Regions from separate parts of the Drosophila melanogaster genome. Here region 2 is linked to region 1. The links are chromatin contacts, called in public Hi-C maps. All regions are on one chromosome and are shown on one strand. The core of a region is the stretch at or near the end of the contact, and the rest is flanking DNA. Distances in the headings are between cores, read along the strand shown. Region 1 holds the start of jar (jaguar). Region 2 holds the start of lncRNA:CR46094 (long non-coding RNA:CR46094).

Region 1 (5,257 bases), core at 1,367-3,866:
CCCAGCATGAAGAGCGAATCACTGGTAGCTGCCATGAAATCCCTGCCACAAACCAGGTTCCACTCGGTCACCGCACTATTGAGGTACTTGCTCCGATCGTAAACGTAGCTGGAACAGGTCTTGGTTTCGTTGCTGCTCCGTGGAATGCTGCCATTCAGGTACTCCTCCGTGTAATCCACATCGTAGTAGGAGCACCTTTCATTCTCCGGATACGATAGGTTCCACAGGTGGGTGGGCAAGTCGTAGCTACTTCCATTCTCGAAGGGCAGGGCGCACCGGAAGTCCGGTTTGGCCAGCAGGAACACCCCGGCCAGCTTGTGGAAGGCAACTGGTATGGATGTTAGGCAGATGAGAAAGTAGATGATCTTCTGATAGCGTCCAAAATCACCCAGATGGATGATGGCCTCATCGTAGCCCATGGCTAAACTGCACACTCAACACTTTTGTCCAGAGTCCACGAATCTAAATATTAGATTCCGTTCGCGCAACTGACTTCGTCGAGTGGCGCCGGTATAATAAAACACCAAATCGGAAACGCTATGCTTTTTTGGCACAATCTCGTGATGTCGACGCACTCGCAAGTTTCCGAGAAATAGAGTGGACTCTCTGCTCCGTTGTGACGTGTACTTTGCTCCCTAGAGAGAGGGAGAGCGAGAATTCTCCGTCTCGGTTCCGGCAATTATCGGCCAACACGTGTTGCCCAAATATGTTGGCCAGGGAGAGGAAGTGAAACCGCGGTGGAAAAACAAGGGCACTTCGCGAAAGAAACCGGCAACCCGCTATCTAGATGCGTCACCTCAGGCCAACGAAACCGAACTGACTATCCAAACCAAACCAAGACCAAACCGAAGCCAAAAACAATAGCTCATGCCAACCGACAGGGACAACAGCAAAGGCGGCTATATATCCGACCCTCTCTGGTGCTCGGATATATCCGACTGTTTATGTTATATGCGAAAAGAAGAACGGCAAACAAACGCCGGCTGCATGCGCACTCTCAGTGGAATCGATATGGAATCGGGAGAGCGGGTCTCTAATACCAAGATAGCAATACCCAGATACAACCACTTCAGGCGGACGAGGAGAAGGTGGAGATATGACTAACATGGTACGGAGCCACCCCTAGTCGTTTTTGGTAGCAAATTACACCGATCCCCGGCCACTTACGGGGAAAGCCTCTACCAATTTCCATTTGCACAGCCGCTTGCAGCCAGGTAAGCCAGGTAAGTGGAAACTCGAATGCCTCATCCGATGGCAGTCGTTTGTCAATCAGGCGATCACGATCACTCAGACCTACGCGCTCTCTTTCACTTCCAATTGAGCTGCGCTGCGACAGACAGACAATTAAGCGGGTATTGCAAAAATACAAAGAAATGGTCGCAGTTGAGTCTAGCGACTAAGAGATACCCATTCTTGTTCGTTGAGATACCAGTTTTCATCAGCTAAAAGAACTTAGTTTCATTAGAAAATTATATCTTATAGTTAAGCAAGTACACCAAGTAACTTCAACTTTGAAATCTAGTATTACAAAGTTAGAAGGGTTCAACCATACTTACTTATAACTTATAACTTACTATAGTTAGTAAAACACAATATACCCCTGCGACAATTAATAAAGACGCTCCTGATTGAGCTCAATTAATAAGCGGGGCGCTGACCCATTATGAGAGCGAAAAATCAAAGACGGAAAATCGTACGATACAATGGCTCCTATTTCACACTCGTTTCTCGTTCATTCGCTAGTGTTATTTATCTAAATATTTGCAACAAAGGCTGGCGGAATATTTGATCCCCAGAATGCATCCAGGTGGTGGTGGTAGCTGGTAAAGTTAAGGACAGGAAAATAATTAGTCACCTCACTTTTTATTCATTAAACAACCCCTCTTGGAACTTTTACAAAGAGTACGGGCGGTATGTGGGAACCAATTGTCCTGCTCCACGTCACTAAACTTAAAATATATAGGGAACAAGAATATGAGAACGCACCGTTGTGCAGCCATCGAAATCTATATTTTGAAAAGTTGCCAAATCTTCTTGCTTTGCTGAAATAATTATAGTATAGTACTGAGAACTGAGTACAACACTATCCAACATTCTGACGGATAAACCACTGCGACTGTGGACCAGTCGTGATGCAGGTGTTGCAGAAGAGTGAACCACTCGATAACACCGCATTCTTAACCCATTCCATTCAAACTTGGCCATTTTCGTTTGCATCTTTCATAATTAAACTTAAAAACAGCACGATCAGCGGTGAATCTTTTTGAAGAGTATACTGTTTATATATACTGATATGCGGTGCATCTTAAATTACCATATTCCAAGCTTTAAGTTTAGAACTGGCTACACAAATAGGATAAGTAAAAACTACTGCATCTACGAAAATGAGTATCTTAAAAACCCATCTAACCATTATGGATTTGAAAAGTAACGCATATTTAAAATTAGCGCCAAAACTAATCTCTGGTCACACTGCAGGGCAGATTTTGCGCCCTAACTATCGGCAGCGGTGGTGGCACCTCTAGCGGTCAGCTGTTTTGCGCGTGCTTGTTGTTGTTTCGGTGCCGTTGCTTTTCGAAGTCGAAAATCCAAAAGTGGATTGTTGTGGATTTGATTTCAGTTCGACTCGACTCTCCAACGCGACGGTACGCGATTCGAGACGCTCGTGCTGGTCGCCTTCCGATCGCCGCTTGAATCTTAAATCTAAACTGTTAAAACCGAGGCAAACAAACACAACACCCAGCTGAAAATACTTCAAGTGTTACAAACTTTTGGAAATAGTGTATCGTGGCTATAAATTGCAAGTTCTAAATTCGAACCAAACAAAATCCACGCAGGAGATCGATTCCAAGTGGATTGCGCCTTCATCAATGTGTTCGTGTGCGTCCCCGGAAACATAATCCCCATTTGCCAGTAACTTACGCACGTACAGATTTCCAGCCGTCTTAAGGTAAGTGGCCAATATCTCTCTGGAGGAATAGGGGTAAGGGGATAACCGCCTGACAGCGAGTGGTGGTCACCTGTGAAGGCGGATTTGCTGCCTTTTGCTTTCTGTTGACTTGCGCTTTTCGCCTTTCCGCCTGACATTGGCACATTCTTGTCCACGAAAATTGGTTACCTATGTACAATATGCCAGTGTTGCAAACAAGAAATCGATTAGCAATCGCGGAAGTGACTGCACCCTACATATGAGTACTTTCAACTGGGAATCGTTTTTTGCACATAAACTAAACCAAAGTACAATTAATCATTACATTTTATTAATTTCTATACCAAGTAGTTACATAGAATTTAGCTCTTTTCTGGCTTTGGTAAACTTATTCTAACCATGACTCATATTTGTTTTGTTTGCCCTCCAATATTATTAGTTCTCTATAGAACAGGAGGTTCAAACAGAAAACGTGACCGTAAATCGAACAAAAGGAGTGCGCAGTCGCAACAGCAAATGTCACCACCATTCCTGCAATTCCCACAGCTGTCCTCCTACCACGCATCCTCATCCACATCCCGCACCCACAACCATGCACCCTATTCCATGTGTCCATATGTGTGTGTATGTACATAATTCTATTTATAGACAGGGGCCCATGTCAACGTCGTCAGTTCACAGTTGTTGTTGTTGTGTTTTTAAAGCAAACTCAAAGATAGTTTTGTGTCCCGACCATTTTAATTGAGTGCGGAAATGAGCAAACATTTCTTGGAGCCACACCCCCCTCCCTTCCCTGTCAACCAGGGACACAAGTGTCGTTCTCCCCGATCGACTGACTGGCCGTCTGATTTCCCATTCGAGGCACATTTCGTTTATTTATGTGGAAAATAGGGGCAGAGTAGGAGCTGGAGGAGCAGGGATGTGGACGCCGCTCCTGCGCATGCGTGTCCATGTTTGCAGACGTGCCCAACCTATTCTGAACACTTTAAAGCCAATTAAACGGGTTCGTCGATACCCTTTCATGTGGCCAGGGTATCTATATTTCTCTGGGGGGGTGAGGAATGTTGTCCTTGTTCACGGGAATCGGTGGCTAGAAACAAACAAGAATGTTTATATGGGTGCTAAAACTAACTTACCTATTTGCATTTCCCTTTAACCAAGACATTTTACTTTATAATAAATATTTGATGGATTTATTGAGGTATCACTGTATCATTTCACCTAATATTCGCACAAGGGTGTCGCGCATATAATTCCATATAATTCGAGATCCTTTGCGGTGCACTGGAGGAAGTCCTGTTGTTGTCCCTGTGCTGGCTGTCACTCAAGCCCCGTTCAACCCCCTTTCAAACCGACGTGACCTCCCCCTCGCCGGGTGGCAAGCAATTCCCAACACGCGCCACACAGCTGACAGGATCGCAGGATCACAATCCTGATCTCCATTGCCGTCCATTGTCAGCGCCGACAGCTGCCTATATGAATTATATGGAACCTTCGACGGGTTATACAGATATGTAGCCCAAAGTTTCTCGAATGGAGGCAAACCAATCTTTTTGGAGTGGCCAGCAGTTGGGCTCGAGATGCGTTAGACCAATTTGCATATAATACAAAAAGAGAAACACTGAAACGGCCGACGATTGTTCAAAGATTCGCAGTGAAAGTCAGCCAGAGTGTGTGGTTTAATTGCAGCTTTTGTTTTGATAGTCGATTAGCATAATTCCAGTTGTATTTTGCTTCTATCGTGGCATCGTTGATGGATTTTTTATGTACATGCCCCTCTTGTTTTATTCATGTACATTAGTTTTTTTTGGTTTGTCCAACGCAACACGTGCTTATAAAATATTGGATCAATATATGCAATGAAAGTTCCGTTTCAGTTTCCTGTTCAAAAATATATCAACGGTGATTCAAACTATATATTCGGAATACAGTTGTAAATATGATAAGATAGCACTCATTTTTAAACACTAAATAAATAAATTATTTCAAGCTTAAACTTCAACCACTTAACTAATGTGAATCATGTATGATGATAATGATACGACCATTTTTATAGTTACAGTAACATTTAAATTCATAATCCATAATCCCATAATCTGCAACTTTTTTGTCAAAAAATTTTACTTTCGTTTGATTAATGACTGTCAGTCTATTTATAACTTTTCAATCGTTAAACAATCATTTAAAACAAAGGGACTGAAAATAGATTTGCATAGCTATAGTTTTCGATGGGAAAGAGGCTCGACTTTCTGCAATTTGCTAGTTGTGTGGCCAATAAATTTGGTTATATTATTCTCATTACAACGAAACTGAATTATATTTACCTGC
Region 2 (5,049 bases), core at 375-2,874, 300 kb before region 1:
AACATAAACAAATCGATACGCGTCACAACAACGTCTCCGCTGAATGTGGATGTGGATGCGGGGATGTGGGGCTGTGGGGATATCTGTAAGGACTGCATCAGTGTATAGACTTTGTGTACGCACACCAGCCGGCTAGCCCCCATAAAAACAACAACAAAAAAAGAGAGAAATAAAAAGATGGCAAAGAGAATGAACCAAAACCTTGGGGGTGGATTTTCGCCATTTTCCCGCTGCTGTGCTGGAAAATTACGACGCAGAAATGCTCGAGTTCGGAAGGACATCTCGGTGATGCCCACTCGGTTCGCCCACTTTACGCCCACTGTCCTTGACAGTCTGCGGTTGGCATTTTTGTTGTGCTTCTGCTTATTCATAACAAAAACAACATCGATTCGCGAGAAAGCCTTTCGCCGGGAAGCTTAGCGAAAGGCTTAAACCAAAGCTCTGGGCGTTGTCACATGGCCTTGTGGAAAAAGGGATACGCGGCCCAAAATCTAATTAATTAATAAGGGATTATTTATGCCTTGGCGTGCTTCCGAATTGGTCAAAATTCACAGCGAACGGAAAACTCGCGCCTATGCATAAATAAGATTGTGGATTGTGTGGGGAAACGACCATTGAAATCGCCGACGAAGGACAACGCCCACGAAAAAAAAGGAAGAAAAAAAGCTATTCAAGGTCTTCGAAGCTTTGCACTGCCTTGAACTTTGGCGCAGGAAAAGCGAAAGTGAAAGTGTGGAGCTTCGATCCCATGGAACCCGAATCGTAAAGCCCACGCATCCCTAAAGTACATATGTACATATACAAATGCATACATAGCTATGTATGTATCTAATCCCACTTTGTTACGTAGGCGGCGTCGGGTATCGGGAATATATATTGTAAATACTCAAATGCCGGCGCCCACGTCCTTGAAAATCATTCTACATGCCTCCTTGAACAGGGATAAATACAGTCGAGGTCACAAATATAACGATATGAAAATGAAAACGATATGAAAATGATATAAAACGATTTTCTATGTAAAGCTTACTTAAACGGACAATTTTATATTGAACAATTATAAATGAAATTTTGGAAATAACAAGATTTCAATTAAAAGGTTTATTTCAAAAATACTAACTAATTAACTGTACATAAATTACAATTTCTTTCTTTTGTATAAGAACTATTTTTATCTATATCCTAAATCCCTGCACTTCCGGTGCTATTATTTTCACCGCAGCTGTATATATGTACGTATAAACAATTTGTGCTTTTGTCGTGGCGGTTGAGGGTGTTAAACAGAGCGTGGGATCGGGCTGTTATCCTTGCTGCTCCCTACGTATCCTTGGCGTTCCCTCTGCAAGTTGGGTCGCAATTTCGTATTCAAGGACATGGTCGTGATTTTCTGCCACAGCAGCTACTGTATAAATAACAAATATACACATGTAACTCCGTGCGTCAGTTGGTTATTTTCCTCTCCTGTCCAGAATTTCCATTATGTGTCGCTAAAATTTAATTTAATCGAATTTGCAGACCCTTCATGTTGCCTGGTATCTTTAAGGTAATAAATTTCAGTGGGTCCTTGGAAGTTACAAAAATAAATGCAGTTTGAAGTTGGTTTATCTATGAAGAATTCTTGAATATATTAAATGTACATAAATGACATACATCACACATACATACATCATACAAGGCTATGATTGACAGTTCTGATTAATTCCGAAATGGGAATTCAGGGAAATCAGTGAATTCCTAGTATGCTTTTATCACCAGTTGAAATATAAACAAATAACGATTTTATCAGAATTCAATATAATATAAACAAAAACCCAACCTGATAAAAGCCGAGTAAAATATATCCGCTGAAGTTTCAGTTTTCCACGTTCATAATGCCAACTAAGCTGTATCGCATTACTCTTTAATGGGGCATAATTTCATCAGCTGAAAATATCCGAGAAGTTCACAGGAAACTCAGACAAATCGATCGCAGAAATGAGATACAAAAGTATCTAAAAGAATCCAAGTGATAGGCGGTGGATTCAGAAGTTGAATTGATACTGCTGTTTTTGCGATCTCTTGATTCGTTTTGTTATAAACAAACTAATAAAGATCGTGTGCAAAAAAAAGTGCAACGTCAGCGAGGAAAAACGCGCGCATTCTGCTTCTTTTATTGCTTGCAATTTTACTTAATTCTGCAATGGCAAAATACTTATAGTATTTTGTATTTTTCGATTGTTGTAAACAAGTTTATTTTTACACTGGCGAAAAATAAAATCAAATCGAAATCAAAGCGCCAGACAATTTCATAACAAAAATTTGCATAAAAAAGACCGAACGAGAACAACAACAACGGCGGCGAATGTGCAAGAAAAGGGAAAACAAGCTGAAGTAAACAACGAAAGTGACGTCAAAATAGAGGGTGATAGGAAGAGGAAACAAGAGAGGTAAGGGAAGAAGGAGAGAGTGGCGGAAAAGCTTTGTAAATGAATTTATTTAATAATCAAATGCAAAAAGCAGAAGAATAATAAAAACCAAAACAACAGACTGTACTCGAGCTTTTTGTTCCGCCTCTCTTATTCCCCTCTTCTTGCTCTCTCTCCAAAATGGAAAAGACGAAGTGAAAGAAGCAACAGACATTCGTTAGGTGTGTGAGTGGGAGAGATGGTGGGGCATGCGCTCTCATAAGCTGCGCTACTCACACCGAAAAAAATATTTAATACCAATGTGTAATTTTATTAAATGAAAACAAAAACTATCTTGGTTTTGCATACCACTTAAAAAAATATTCTTTTAATTTAATGTAGGGACCGGTTTTTTTCCGTGTTCTCTCTTCCAGCTGTACAATCAAAACAAAAGCGATTGGAGAGCTTTTGGCGCTCTGCTTTTTGGCTTTGTCGCCGAGCTTTGCACACTTTTTATCAATCGGTCAAGAACGTTTGACGAGCGCAGACCAACAAAAATAATCCAACAAAACGTTAAAGAGACTCCAGAATACAAAACCAGTGTATTGGGCAGCACATAAAAGCACACATGCACACAAAAAGTGTTATAATCAAAATAAAAGAGAGAAGGAAAACAATTAACGCGTACCGAGAAGATTGAAATAAATCAGAAAACCGAAAAACCAATAGATTTGTCATAATAGAAACAAGTTTTTTGAAATAGCCGCATTTAACGAAACGAACTAGTTTCCGAGGCAACGACATAAAAAACCATACCAATTTGCATAAATAAATAAACCAACAAACATAAACGCTGCCAAACTTGACGAATGCTTTGGAATTCGCCTACCGAATAATATAAACGTGTATATTGTTGTGTGCGTACATATATGTATATAAATTCTTATTAGAACCCCACTCCAAAACAAAAAGAACAAAAATAAAATACAGAGAGCGCAGAGAGAGCAAAAAGCCCCAAGTTTAGGCTCCGCTCTCTCTTCCATCGATCAGTTGTTCGCTTGCCGCTCAGCTGCTCGGTCGAAACCGCAAAATTGACAACAATCCGAAGCGAATAAAGTAGCTGAAAAAGCAAACAAAGCTAATCAGAATTTGTTGTAAATTTTTGCCATTAATTTAGAAGCGAGTTTCAACAAAAATTATTGAGTGCCGCAACCCGCAGTACGGAATAATACAAATAATAAATTAACACCAACTTTGTCGCCACTGATAAGATTTCTCCCCGCTTATCAAAATTCGTGTATGTAGCAAACCGAGTGTGTTTGGCTTGGTGTGCTGTGCTTCGGATGAGATATACTACAAATGTGCTTCATTATAAATAAATTTTCGTCTTAATCGCTACATGTGTGACCTAGTTAAAAAAACAACTCACACTCACGCATGAAATAACAATGAAATTTACATATAAACGTGGACCGCACCATATGCATAATAATTAATAACGAAAAGCGAAAACGAGGATGTGGATGAGGAAAAATTAAACAAAAATACAATATCAATTAATTTGTAAACACCGCGAGAGGGATTTGTTTAAACCGTGTGCATTTAATTGAAAATCTTCGAGGAAGTAATTTAAAAACGCTTTTACAACAAATCATCACAGCATCATTTTCTGACTTGTTTATACGCAACGAGGTGTAAAAACGAAAAAAAACAAATAAGGTGGGTACGAATACACATAAATAGGTGTATTAAAAAATGTTTAAATATCTTTTAAACGACAGAGGGGATGCAGAATGAAGAAGTTTAATCCAAACATAAAAATTTATATGCTATTTATATAATCGTGCTGTTCATGATAAGGATATTCTGTAAGGAATGCATGAAGGTTTAACAAGATTTATTTTACCGAGAAACATCTATTAATTGGACTAAAAATTTGATTTATGATCATGTTTGAACTTAATGGTTCAAACAGTCGAAAGAAATATTTGTAGTGTTGTCATAGGATCGGCATAAATCCTCAATGTTTACAACTTTCTAATGCAGCGAAGTACAATTTGTATGTAGCCCCCATAGCTGCGCTCACCCCACTTTCCTAAGCCGACACACTGGTAATTTATGATCGCAGACCAATTAAAAAATTAACTTAAGCCCAAAAAGGGGCTCCATCCACACAGCCACATCCCCACTATCCCCAACATAGAAACCGAAAACTTGAACAACAAAATCTAGCCTGCCCTTTGAAATGTGAGACCCACAAAGGCGAAAAAAAAAAAACTAAACCAAACCAAATTCGAGTCAAACAAAACAACAACAATAAAAGAGCATAGTATAGCACATAAACCTATAAACATTCCGAGTATTATTTATGTATCGAGCACACTGTGTATAGGCGACTTGATAGCGGCTTAAGTTAAGCATTTCCTGTCGCGTCAACAGAATCTTTTGGGCATCAAAAGAGTCCCCACGGGGCCATGGAATTCGTTGGGATACAAAAATATGAATCTTGTCTTCTTTTTTCTCCCTCGTTTTTTTTTTTTTTATTCTTTTCGAGAGGTCTATTTTTTCCCCATTTGTGCAAATAATCAAAGGCAAACACACACAGACACTTACAAATGAAACAAAAGGAAATCAACAGAAATTTGCTGTGTTGTTTGGCAACAAC

The links. A called contact is a pair of places that touch in the nucleus more often than the background predicts.
Region 2: a Hi-C map of the Kc167 cell line shows a contact between it and region 1, with 2.8 times the contacts expected there. A contact is called at or near these places in 10 of 107 Hi-C or Micro-C datasets (the Kc167 cell line, the OSC cell line, embryo and 5 more) and 2 of 7 datasets of targeted methods (both in the Kc167 cell line).

The regions. Positions count from the first base shown.
Region 1 is chr3R:24,268,592-24,273,848 of dm6, reverse strand. jar (jaguar) reads left to right here and starts at 2,616. Exons shown (of 17, transcript NM_079754.4): 1 at 2,616-2,950. Orct2 (Organic cation transporter 2) reads right to left here and starts at 820. Exons shown (of 1, transcript NM_001275978.2): 1 at 1-820. The coding sequence starts at 419.
Region 2 is chr3R:24,570,345-24,575,393 of dm6, reverse strand. It overlaps lncRNA:CR46094 (long non-coding RNA:CR46094), which reads right to left and starts at 1,624. Exons shown (of 1, transcript NR_133443.1): 1 at 1,090-1,624. All of the region lies in intron 2 of REPTOR (Repressed by TOR), which reads left to right.